Regions from separate parts of the Sus scrofa genome. Here region 2 is linked to region 1. Evidence: chromatin contacts called from public HiChIP or PLAC-seq data. All regions are on one chromosome and are shown on one strand. The core of a region is the stretch at or near the end of the contact, and the rest is flanking DNA. Distances in the headings are between cores, read along the strand shown. Region 1 has its middle 20 kb from the start of RASSF6. Region 2 has its middle 36 kb from the start of CXCL2.

Region 1 (5,960 bases), core at 2,449-4,948:
TGATGGGCCATTGTAGCCCCAGTAATGCTCTTTTAAGTTATGCTGTGGGTAGTAGACAATCCAGAAGACTTAGACACAGATTTATTTAAGGTTTCTCCTATTGTTTGAAATTATAATGCTATTAAATTTTAATCACCACTAATAGTTTGAGGGTAACATCTTAAGCATGTGCTTTTTCTCTTTTTAAAGAATATCTATGGAGTTCCCACAGTGGCTCAGTGGGTTAAGAATCCGACTAGTATCCATGAGCATGTGGGTTTGATCCCCGGTATTGCCGTGAACTGTAGTGTAGGTCACAAGCATGGCTCAGATTCTGTGTGGCTGTGGCGTAGCCTGGCAGCTGCAGCTGTGATTTGACCCCTGGCCTGGGAACTACCATCTGCCACCGGTGTGGCCCTAAAAAGACAAACAAAAAAAGATTTAAAAAAAAGAATATTTATAGAATAAAGTCCTCTGATCAGTGTCACAAACTCAAAAACACATGTATATTTTTATATGTCCTGACCTGTATGGCCTAGTTGCCTGTCAAAAGGGCCATGCAGATTTGCTGTGGCATATACATCAAAATATATGTGTGTACAACCCATGCTTTGTAAATATGTCCAGTTCAGGTATGGGCGGACTCTTACAAATTCTGTCCAGTTTTTCTTGGCATAGAGAAAATTTATTTAGCTAAGTTTGAAACTTTGCATTTGACAAAAATATTAAAAAATTATCTGAATTTGAATGATGATGATGAGAAATGTTATCACCTTGCTCTAACGAAAGCTGCTGTGGTAACTTTTTTTTTTTTTATTTATTTTTTTTTTTATTTTCCCACTGTACAGCAAGGGGGTCAGGTTATCCTTACATGTATACCTTACAATTACAGTTTTTCCCCCACCATTTCTTCTGTTGCAACATGAGTATCTAGACATAGTTCTCAATGCTATTCAGCGGGATCTCCTTGTAAATCTATTCTAGGTTGTGTCTGATAAGCCCAAGCTCCCGATCCCTCCCACTCCCTCCCCCTCCCATCAGGCAACCACAAGTCTCTTCTCCAAGTCCATGATTTTCTCTTCTGAGGAGATGTTCATTTGTGCTGGATATTAGATTCCAGTTATAAGTGATATCATATGGTATTTGTCTTTGTCTTTCTGGCTCATTTCACTCAGTATGAGATTCTCTAGTTCCATCCATGTTGCTGCAAATGGCATGATGTCATCCTTTTTTATGGCTGAGTAGTATTCCATTGTGTATATATATGCTGTGGTAACTTGATGAAGCAATTTCCTTGTCATTCATATCATAAATTTACAAATGTTTATCTCCATCTCTTTGAACCTGTTTTCTTTTTTTTCTTTTCTTTTTTTTTTTTTTTGTCTTTTTTTGCCATTTCTTGGGCCACTCCCGTGGCATATGGAGATTCCCAGGGTAGGGGTCTAATCGGAGCTGTACCTGCCAGCCTATACCAGAGCCACAGCAACGTGGGATCCGAGCTGTGTCTGCTGCGCCAGATTGTTAATCCACTGAGCAAGGGCAGGGATCGAACCCGCAACCTCATGGTTCCTTGTCGGATTTGCTAACCACTGGGCCACGACGGGAACTCCTGAGCCTGTTTTCTTTTTTGTTGTTGTTTCTTAGGAAATGTTGCTTCATAAGGTTTGATGTTGCAAACCTTGTATGGTTTTGATAAAGAGAAAAGCTGCCCCTAATCTCCAGGAGCTGGCCTGGTACTCTTGGCAAGATCTTCTGTGTTCTTCTTTTGAAATAAACAATTTCACAGAACACTGACATCTGTGACGATGATGGATCAAGACACAAACAAGACCGCTCTCTAACCCCAGCTGAACACAGACTAAATCATGAACATGGGTTGAGCCACAGAAAAGTTCAAACATCCACCATCCTGGCTGATCAGCGTGCCAGCTGCTTCCTTTCTAGGTGTGGTTTTAGCCTCTTTTATGTCACCCCTCCATCTAGGTAAAATTTATTAAGAGACCCAACCATAGGATTGTCCCACTTTCTAACAACATCCAGTCCAGAACCTCCTAACCCTCCCCCAAATCACCTAACAAGCCCAGATTCTAAAGTAGATCCTTCCGGATGCTGTTTTAGTGAGACACCCTCTTCCCAAGCAGTGACCTCTCCCTCACACAGGGAGAAATGCACACTGCTTGTTCAACCATAGTGGTGTTTCCGTGAACCCCTATTAGCAATTTCAACTTAACTTGGCTAGAATGTTGCAGGTCGATGGATTTGTCTGTATCAAGCTTTCCAGGTTAACTTTTCTAATTTATACAATATTTGTTCTCCCGATTTTCTCACCTTCCGGTATGTTCAGCTTTATTCAGACAAATAATATGTCAACAAAACTTTTATTGAAGTCTTGGTGATCATCCTCCTCCTCAAATATGTTGATATATGTGTGTGAATATATATATCTATATATTTCTCCCTTTAAACAGTTTTATCACAGAAACGCTTATGGAGGAGTTCCTGTTGTGGCTCAGCAAGTTACAAACCCAATTAATATCCATGAGGAGGCAGGTTTGATCCTTGGCCTTACTCACGGGTTAAGGATTCGGCATTGCTGTGAGCTGTGGTGTAGGTCACAGATGCGGCTCAGATCTGGCACTGTGTGGCTATGGTGTAGGCTGGAAGCTGTAGCTCCTATTGGACCCCCAGTCCAGGATTTCTCTATGCCATGAGTGTGGCCTTAAAAAAAAAGAAAAAAAGAAAAAAAAAGAAATGCTTATGGAGAAATGACAGTCCAGTTTCCACATGGCTGGTGCACGTCTTGCCATTTGCATGTATAGCATTTTGAAATTTTGGAGTTTCCTCTGAACTTGAGAGGATCTGGTCCAACCCCCTGCAGGTATGTAGAAAGATCAATGGGACACGTGGGAAGTGTGTGGAGAGGTAAATGGGACATAGGTTGTAGAGGGTTTTGTTATTATGGCCAAGGCTGTGTGGGGTGTCACATCCAATGTGGGGGAAACAAATTTTGCAATTGTCAATAAGTGAGGTCAGTGGGGAGACTGAGTCATACTTCATAGAAGCAATTCTTTGAATTCCTAGAGGAAAAGTTCACGGGGAAATGCTTTTGAGTCAAACAAGAAACAATCCATTTGGTCATGTTTTATGTCTCAACATCAGTTCCTGTTCTTAAACTAAAAGATACCTATGACTGATAACATTTCCTCCAAATTCTCAGAAAATGAAGCTTGGTCTCTTTGAGTTTGACATAATTTGTCTTTCACGCAGTACACAAATTGGTCTAGAGTGATACATTGACTCAGTGTGAATGCCTTTAGTCTTACAAACCTATCATGATGAATTTCACAGGACAAAATATAAATGAGCTGCATAAAAATGATCTGATCACTTCTTTGGTTTGGAGATAATTCTAAATCATTTATCATCATGAAGGTGTCCACAATGAAGCATGTATTCAAACCATAGCACGTGGAAAGTAAATCCCTTACTTCAATCATTTTAAACACCAAAGTAGGCAGCGTTGGGTCTATTTATCAATAAAGAGCTTTCAGATGTGGAAAACCTGAGTCAATGGGATTTAAACAATAATATGTATTTATTGGCTCATGTAACTGAAAACCAAAGGACGACTCAGCATCAGACATGTTTTGGTTAAGAGCTAGGCTCTATCTCTTCCTTCTGTCTTTATCTCCAGATGAAATGTCACCCCATGGCCACAAAGATGCATGGTCACGAAGTGGTTACAAGCTTCCTTGTCCATTTCCAGAGAAAGAGTTGTATGTCTCACAGTATCCAATGATTCTTCCTGTTCTTCATGCAGACTGAACTAAGGTACATCGGCCACTGTAACAAGAAGTGTGAGCATATGCTGATTGACCAGCGCCCGCTTTAACATCTTGTTTACGGTGTGATTACCACAAGCGTACTCTAGGTTATTTCCTTACAGGAAAATCAGAGGGAGGGGGGACAGAGGGAATAGAGGCTGGTCAGGCCTGTCCAGGACTTTCCATTTTAAATTTAGCCCTGAGGGAAGCGATATCCCATTTCACCTAGAAGTGGCAGTGTTGGGCTAAAAACGTGGCATCCAGACTCAGGTTGCAGCCATTCACAGGTTCACAATTTGAAGCAGTAGACTTTTTTTTTTTTTAATTACTCAAATAAATCTATCACATCTGTAGTTGTATAATGATCATAACAATCTGATTTCACAGGATTTCCATCCCACAGCCCAAGCACATCCCCACACCCCCAAACTGTCTCCTCCGGAGACCATAACTTTTTTAATGTCTGTGAGTCAGCATCTGTTCTGCAAAGAGGTTCAGTCTGTCCTTTTTTCAGATTCTACATGTCAGTGAAAGCATTGGATGTTGGTGTCTCATTGTATGGCTGACTTCACTTAACATGATAGTTTTTAGGTCCATCCATGTTGCAAAAAATGCTGGTATTTCATTCTTTTTGATGGCTGAGTAATATTCCATTCTGTATATGTACCACATCTTCTGGATCCACTCCTCTGTCGATGGACATTTAGGTTGTTTCCATGTTTTAGCTATTTAAATAGTGCTGCAATGAACATCGGAGTACATGTGTCTTTGCGAGTCGTGGTTTTCTCTGGGTAAATGCCCAGGAGTGGGTTTGCTGGATCAAATGGTAGTTCTATGCTTACAATCCACACCCTCTCCAGCACTTATTGTTTGGAGACGTTTTGATGATGGCCATTCTGGCTGGTGTAAGGTGGTACCTCAGAGTGGTTTTGATTTGCATTTCTCTAATAATGAGTGATGTTGAACATCTTTTCATGTGTTTCTCGGCCATCTGTATGTCTTCTTTGGAGAATTGTCTGTTTAGATCTTCTGCCCATTTTTGGATGGGGTTGTTTGTTTTTTTGGTATGGAGCTGCAGAAGTTGTTTATAAATTTTGGAGGTTAATCCCTTGTCAGTCGATTCATTTGCAAAGATTTTCTCCCATTCTGTGGGTTGTCTTTTTGTGTTGTTTAGGGTTTCCTTTGCTGTGCAGAAACTTTGAAGTTTGATTAGGTCCCATTTGTTTATTTTTGTTTTTGTTATCAATACTCTGAGAGGTGGATCTGAGAAGATGTTGCTGTCATTTATGTTGGAGAGTGTTTGGCCTATGTTTTCCTTTAAGAGTTTTATAGTGTCTGGTCTTATATGTAGGTCTTTAATCCTTTCGGAGTTTATTTTTGTGTATGGTGTTAGGGAGTGTTCTAATTTCATTCTTTTCCATGTGGCTGTCCAGTTTTCCCAGCACCACTTATTGAACAAGCTGTCCTTCTCCATTGTATATTCTTGCCTCCTTTGTCATAGATTAGTTGGCTGTAGGTGTGTGGGTTTAATTCTGGGCTTTCTATCCTGTTCCACTGATCTATATTTCTGTCTTTGTGCCAGAACCATTTGGTTTTGATGACTGCTGCTTTGTAGTATAGTCTGAAGTCTGGGAGCCTGATTCCTCAGCTCCGTTTTTCTTTTTCAGGATGTCTTTGGCTATTCTGGGTCTTTTGTACTTCCAAACAAACTTTAAAATATTTTGTTCGAGTTCTGTGAAAAATGTCCTCGGTGATTTGATAGGGATTGCATTGAATCTGTAGATTGCCTTGGGTAGTATAGTCATTTTGATAATATTAACTCTTCCAATCCACCTCTTTGTGTCATCTTTGATTTCTTTCATCAGTGGCTTATAGTTTTCAGAATACAGGTCTTTTGTCTCTTTAGGTAGGTTTATTCCTAGGTATTTTATTCTTTTGGATGTGATGGTAAATGGGATTGCTTCCCTAATTTCTTTTTCTGCTCTTTCATTGTTAGTGTATAGAAATGCCATTGATTTCTGTGTATTGATTTTGTATCCTGTGACTTTGCCAAATTCATGGATGAGCTCTAACGGTTTTCTGGTAGTCTTTAGGATTCTCTAGGTATAGTATCATGTCATCTGCAAATAGGGATAGTTTTACTTCTTCCTTTCCATT
Region 2 (5,960 bases), core at 2,054-4,553, 270 kb after region 1:
AATAAGCACAATTAGTAAATACTTAGTTTTGATTTAGTGCCTTTCTGCTTTTCAGAAGCTTAAAGCAGCAGTATGGCATATATGTGTGCATTCATTTGGGGAGGGAGGAGTGAAATCTATTTTTAAAGTGCTCCAAATGTTACTAGTATTATGGTTCTTCCTGTTTTTTTTTTGTTTTGTTTTGTTTTTTTTTTTGTCTTTTTAGGTCCACACCCAGGCTAGAGGTCAAATGAGAGCTGTAGCATTTGGCCTACCCCACAGCCACAGCTATGTCAGATCTTTAACCCCTGAGTGAAGCCAGGGATGCACCCACGTCCTCATGGATACTAGTCGGGTTCATTAACCATTGAGCCACAATGAGAACTCCTGGTTTCCTGCTTTTAACTTTTGTATTTTTTTCTGAACTTAATCATCAGTTCATTAATTTGATAATGTCACGATAAAATCAGTGTTATTAATTATTTAGCAAGTACCTCTTCAGAATGTTATGTGTCAGTCATTGTAGTGGGTGCTGTGAGTAAAACAGAGAATAAGATATAATTCCTTTACAGATCTTAAAATCTAGTAAGAGTACAGGCAGGCACGTAAAATGCAGTGGATGGAGTGTCATCATACAGACAAGTGCACAGGCCACCAGAGCATGTGGAGAGGACCCTTCAGCCATGCTGAGGAAATTAATTTATGGACTGAGCTCTGGGTTTGAGTGTTGAGTTCTTAAGGCAAAAGTGGTATGCAGAGAGAAGTGCCTTCTGGTCTCTCTGGTCTCCATATGGTCTCTCCTCCAGAAACACTGGGGCTGCTCAAGGAGATAGCTCTCTTACAGGAAGACACAGCATAGAATTTCAGGCCACTTACTTAACACTTCTTGGAAAAAAATGACACCCATCCCCAAATTTGAACCTCGGAACACTCAGTGACACTGTCGAATATTACTCCTAGGTCCTTCAGCAAATATATTGTATTGCCCATCTTAATCTTCATTATCACTATTGTTGTTCCTATAATTATGAGAATCCTTTTTGATTTTCCAAGGGCTCAGAAAAAACAGCTGTTAACAACTGGATATTTACAACACATTCAGATTTGCAATATATACAGCAGCCAGCATCGAATGCTCTGAGTCAGAAAAAGGGAACCTAGGGCTAGACAAGGACTGGGCAGACCTGGGCTGCCAGCCAGGGATCTGGCTTTAGCAGGGCAGCCTCTTCCTAAGAAACCAGACCCAAAGTCTGCTGCTCTCCTACCAAACACATTACACATCCAGCCACTCAGCAGCCATAGCTAAACCAATGGACAGTCTGGTGAACACAACTTAAGTATTTTCCTAATCTGGCTTCCATCTCATGTTTATGTCCCCCACATACGATATATACAACCTGGGTCCTACAGCCTATGATGCTTGCTTTGTAGAAACTTCTAGAATAGGTTAAGTTAAAGAGATGTTGGTGGGAATCAGAACTCTCTATTGAACCATTTTTACTTCCCATACCTCACTGAGTATATCTCCTTAACAGCTCTGAAATCTGTCTCTTTTCTTCCTTTCATCCTTCCTTCCTCCTTCTTTCACTTCCTTTCTCTCATCCTTCTTTTCTTCTTAACTTTTGTCTTAGTTCTGGATTACACATATGATTCCCTTTGAGTATATAAAATATGAAAAAGAAAATAAATATTATCTGTCACCTTACTATCCAGACATTATGGCTATTTAAAGTTTTGCTATGTTTTATTTCAACCTTGTGTGTTGTGCATATTCCACAATGTTATGTCTTGGTTATTTCACCTTTAGTGTGTTGTCAGCATTTCTTAACATTTCTATTGCATTTGTGAAGGATTCAAGCATTTAACATTTCCTACTCTTTTAAAAATTTATCCCCCTTCCTAGCTCCACTAGACTAGACTGAGCCCTTCCTTCTCTCCCCCAGGTCACCAGCGAAATCTCTTAAATGGCCAAACCACAAGCTTTCCTCCTCCACCACGCACTCCCTGCTGCCAAGTTCCCACAATATGAATCTGGCCATGTGTTTTCCCAGGCTTACTGGTCAGAGTCTACCCCTCTGCTGTGGTCCTCAGGATTGCTGCCCTGATAAAAGCTTTTCCCTGCTGGTCCCTTGGGCCTCTCCAGACTCCTCTCTAGAACTTTCTCCCCATTTCCTCTCAGCTTCAGTCTTTGTGTGTGTGTGTGTCTTTTTTGCCATTTCTTGGGCCGCTCCCACGGCATATGGAGGTTCCCAGGCTAGGGGTCAAATTGGAGCTGTAGCCACAGGCCTACACCAGAGCCACAGCAATGCGGGATCCGAGCCGCGTCTGCAACCTACACCTCAGCTCACGGCAACGCCAGATCCTTAACCCACTGAGCAAGGGCAGGGATCGAACCCACAAGCTCATGGTTTCTAGTCGGATTCGTTAACCACTGAACCACGACAGGAACTCCCTCAGCTTCAGTCTTGTAAACTATTGTACCTCTGAGTTTTTGCTCATGTTGTTTTCTCTGTCTGCAGTACCTTTCCCCTCTTTTTATATGATAAAAACTGTGCCACCTATAAAATTCCCCCCAGGTAACACCACTGCTTGAGCAGTTCCTGAAGTTCATTCTTGCAATCTCCGCCACACCACAGGAGTAAAGATCTCAAGGTTTGGCCTCTCCTGCCTGTGAGTCTTCCTGTAGCCCACGGTAGCCCTTCCTAAGTGACTTCTTGGCTTCTTCCCCTTCAACAACAGGAGCTGAATTTGAATCCCAAGAAACACTCAAGACAAATCTGCTGCAAAGAAGAAATCTTGGGTAGTTTTTCCGGCTTAGCACTGAGTCCCTGTGCCTGAGGCCAACTTCCTTCTGTTGACTCCATTCCAACATCAGCATGCCTGACTCATGACTCACAGATACTGGGCCCTGGCGTTTGTTGACATGGCTACAAAAAACAGTTGTGGAATTTCCCAAGGATTTCAGAATCTCCCTTTAAAATCCCTTTCCTCAAATATTTCTATCCTAGGCGCCTCTCGAAAAAAGAGTTATCCTCAGGGGCATTGTTACCCTGAGGATAAATCAGCCATTGAAAAGAAATTGCCCTCATGAGCTTGGCTTTGAGGAGCCCCCAAAGGGGAAACTCTGACAAATTAAAATTTAACATGCAAATTTGAATGTAGCAGATGTGAGTGTGGTTTGGGTGGACATCCAAAAAGACAGAAAGATCACTGGGATATTTTTTCCCAGAAGAGATCTGATTCACCATTTTGACCACACAGCCGAACACTCATTTGTCACTGTTATCATTTAAAAGAGTCACAATTACTCACCTGACCATAAGGAGGACATTTTTACATGCTGCCAGCAGTAATGCCACTCAGATAGATGAGAAGTTCATCACAGTCATGGGTGGATGTTTCACGGAGCTGACTACCTGAAGCTCCATGACCCTCACTAGCTTAGCCTTTCTTCAAGGCTGAGGGGAAGAGGGCTGAGCAAGGGCCGTATAGTTTTATAAAATGTGCCAAAGTTATATATTTTAACCACCTGGTTAGGACTGCTTATTCTTACTCCTACTCTCTTTCTTTATACCTCTCCTTGTGCTGGGTGATGTGGATATAGATGGATGTGGATGTTTGAGATCTAGCTGAGAAGTTGAGTTGAGGATGTCTCAATTGAGATGTAGTGATAGATATTTTACTGGCTCACAGTCACGTTGGGAAGAGCTCTGCTTTTACTAGCCATCTTGGGATGGGGTTAGCTTCTAGGAATATCCCTCTCCTTACTGTGCCTGCACACCTTCCCGAGGCAGGGATTCGAATGGACATTAAGGTGGACAACACTAAAGTGGCGTGGTTATGGGAAAAACAAGATTGAAATATGTAGAGCCAGAACCTAGTCTGGGGAAAATTCTTTCAACTGTCAAAATGTAAAGTCAAAAGCAGAGGATTCAGGGATTCCTGTTGTGGCTAACGAACATGACTAGTATCCAGGAGGATGCAGGTTCGATCCCTGGCCTGACTCAGTAGGTTAAGGATTTGGCATTGCTTCGAGTTGCAGTGTAGTTCTCAGACATGGCTGGGATCCTGTGTGGCTGTGACTGTGGTGTAGACTGGCAGCTGCAGCTCCGATTCAACTCCTAGCCTGAGAACTTCCATATGCTGCAGGTGCGGTGCCCCCGCAAAAAAGCATAGGATCAGTTTACATCAAACCGAGACAAAACAAACCTTCACATTTCAGAAATATACTTAATAATGCAATTAGGCTCTACAATTATAAATGTTTCATACTTTTTTTTTCCTATTTGACTGGAATCATGTTACAGAGAATTTATCAGCATTCCTATGTTTGTAGAGCATCCACTTGAGTAGCATAACAAATAACTAAGTTCTTCTGTATATGAAGTCCCATGCTTTATGCATCCAGCTAGCTATAATAAAAGCAAACTTTGATCAACCATCCTAATGGAAAGAATAAACCATCTCTCTATTCTATGTATAGGAGATCATCTCAAAAATAATCATCTTCACTGTTATGTGAAGAGGAGATCAAGATTATGTAACCAAATACACCAGAGGCATATGGAAGTTCTCAGGCTAGGGGTGGAATTGGAGTTGCAGCTGCCAGCCTACACCACAGCCACAGCAACAGCAACATGGGATTGGAGCCGCATCTGCAATCTATACCACAGCTCACAGCAATGCCAGATCTTTTAACCCACTGATCGAAGCCAGGGATTGAACTCGCATCTTTGTGGATACTAGTCAGGCTCTTAACCTGCTGAGCCACAAGAACTCCTACATGTTCATTTTTACATTGTAATTTCAATTTTTCCTTTTAGAGCATCTTTGTAATTATCTGACCCTACAAAACCAGGAACTGCATAATTTAAGATTTTTAAAAAGTTTTATGTTTTAAACAACAGGCTCTTTTGCTGTCCTCCGTGGATTGGCCCTTGTGCCCGCACTAGGAGTCATGTGACATTCCAGAACAATACCAGAAAAAGGCCATTCTCCCTGGATTCGAACCCAGCTTAGTCACTTACTCGCTGTATGATATTTCTGCCCTCTCTCTGTCTCTACTTCCTTACCTCTAAGACAAGGGAATGGAAGGAACTCAGAAAAGAGGGGTGAGAGCTAATTAAAGTACATTTTTGTCAACTATGTATCCCAGCCTTTCACATAGACTATAGATTCAGTAAATGATAGGTATCATTATCAAGGTGTCCCAGGAATCAATTATTTTTCACATGAATTATTTATCAGTTTTGAAAGACTTAGATCTCCTTACAGTAATTCACCAAACTCAATCTCGAATCCACTAATGAAATTGCTATTGTAGTTTCTCTTATGTTTGAAAATAATTCAAATAACTGAACCAGATAAATACCAGACATTGTATACCAATAATACTTTTTAAAAAAATGGTCCAGGGAATCTAATACATAACAGGGTGACTATAGTTGATAATACTGTGTTGTGTAACTGAAATTTGCTGGGAGTAGAACTTGAATATTCTTACAAAAAAAAAAAAAAGGAAAGTGTGTGAGGTGATATGTTGATTAACTAGGTTGGAGGAACAATTTCACAATGCATATCTAAATCATCACAATGTGTAGTTTGAATATCTTACAATTTATTTGTCAGTTATATCTCAATAAAGCTGAAAAATAAGCAAAAAGTCATCATAGTCATAGTCCAATATCTTATTTTAAAACATTTTAAAAGAAAAAAATAGTCCTCATATACATTTAAATATGCTCAAAAAGTACCCCCTGTTAAAAAAAAAATTAAAGTCATTATTTCTTTTCTTTTTTTTTTTTTTTTTTTTTTTGCTTTTTAGGGCCTCACCCATGGCTTATGGAAGTTCCCAAGTTAGGGGTCGAATTGGAACTGTTGCTGCCAGCCTACACCACAGCTCACAGCAACGCTGGATCCTTAACCCACTGAGTAAGGCCAGGGATTGAACCTGTGTCCTCATAGATACTAGTCGGATTCGG

What was found. HiChIP or PLAC-seq counts read pairs in DNA pulled down with a chosen protein or histone mark.
Region 2: an H3K27ac HiChIP or PLAC-seq map of alveolar macrophages shows a contact between it and region 1. The contact joins two enhancer-like sites. A contact is called at or near these places in 1 of 47 Hi-C or Micro-C datasets (alveolar macrophages) and 2 of 2 datasets of contacts at active chromatin or transcription factors (alveolar macrophages and skeletal muscle).

What each region holds. Positions count from the first base shown.
Region 1 is chr8:69,849,188-69,855,147 of Sscrofa11.1, forward strand. No RefSeq gene overlaps it. Among named protein-coding and RNA genes, the nearest start is that of RASSF6, 20 kb to the left of the region's middle. Within about 2 kb of position 3,699, at least 7 of the 83 cell types and tissues checked have an H3K27ac peak or open chromatin away from gene starts, as enhancers often do. A contact at or near this core is called in alveolar macrophages, where this site is marked.
Region 2 is chr8:70,118,373-70,124,332 of Sscrofa11.1, forward strand. No RefSeq gene overlaps it. Among named protein-coding and RNA genes, the nearest start is that of CXCL2, 36 kb to the right of the region's middle. Within about 2 kb of position 3,304, at least 44 of the 83 cell types and tissues checked have an H3K27ac peak or open chromatin away from gene starts, as enhancers often do. A contact at or near this core is called in alveolar macrophages, where this site is marked.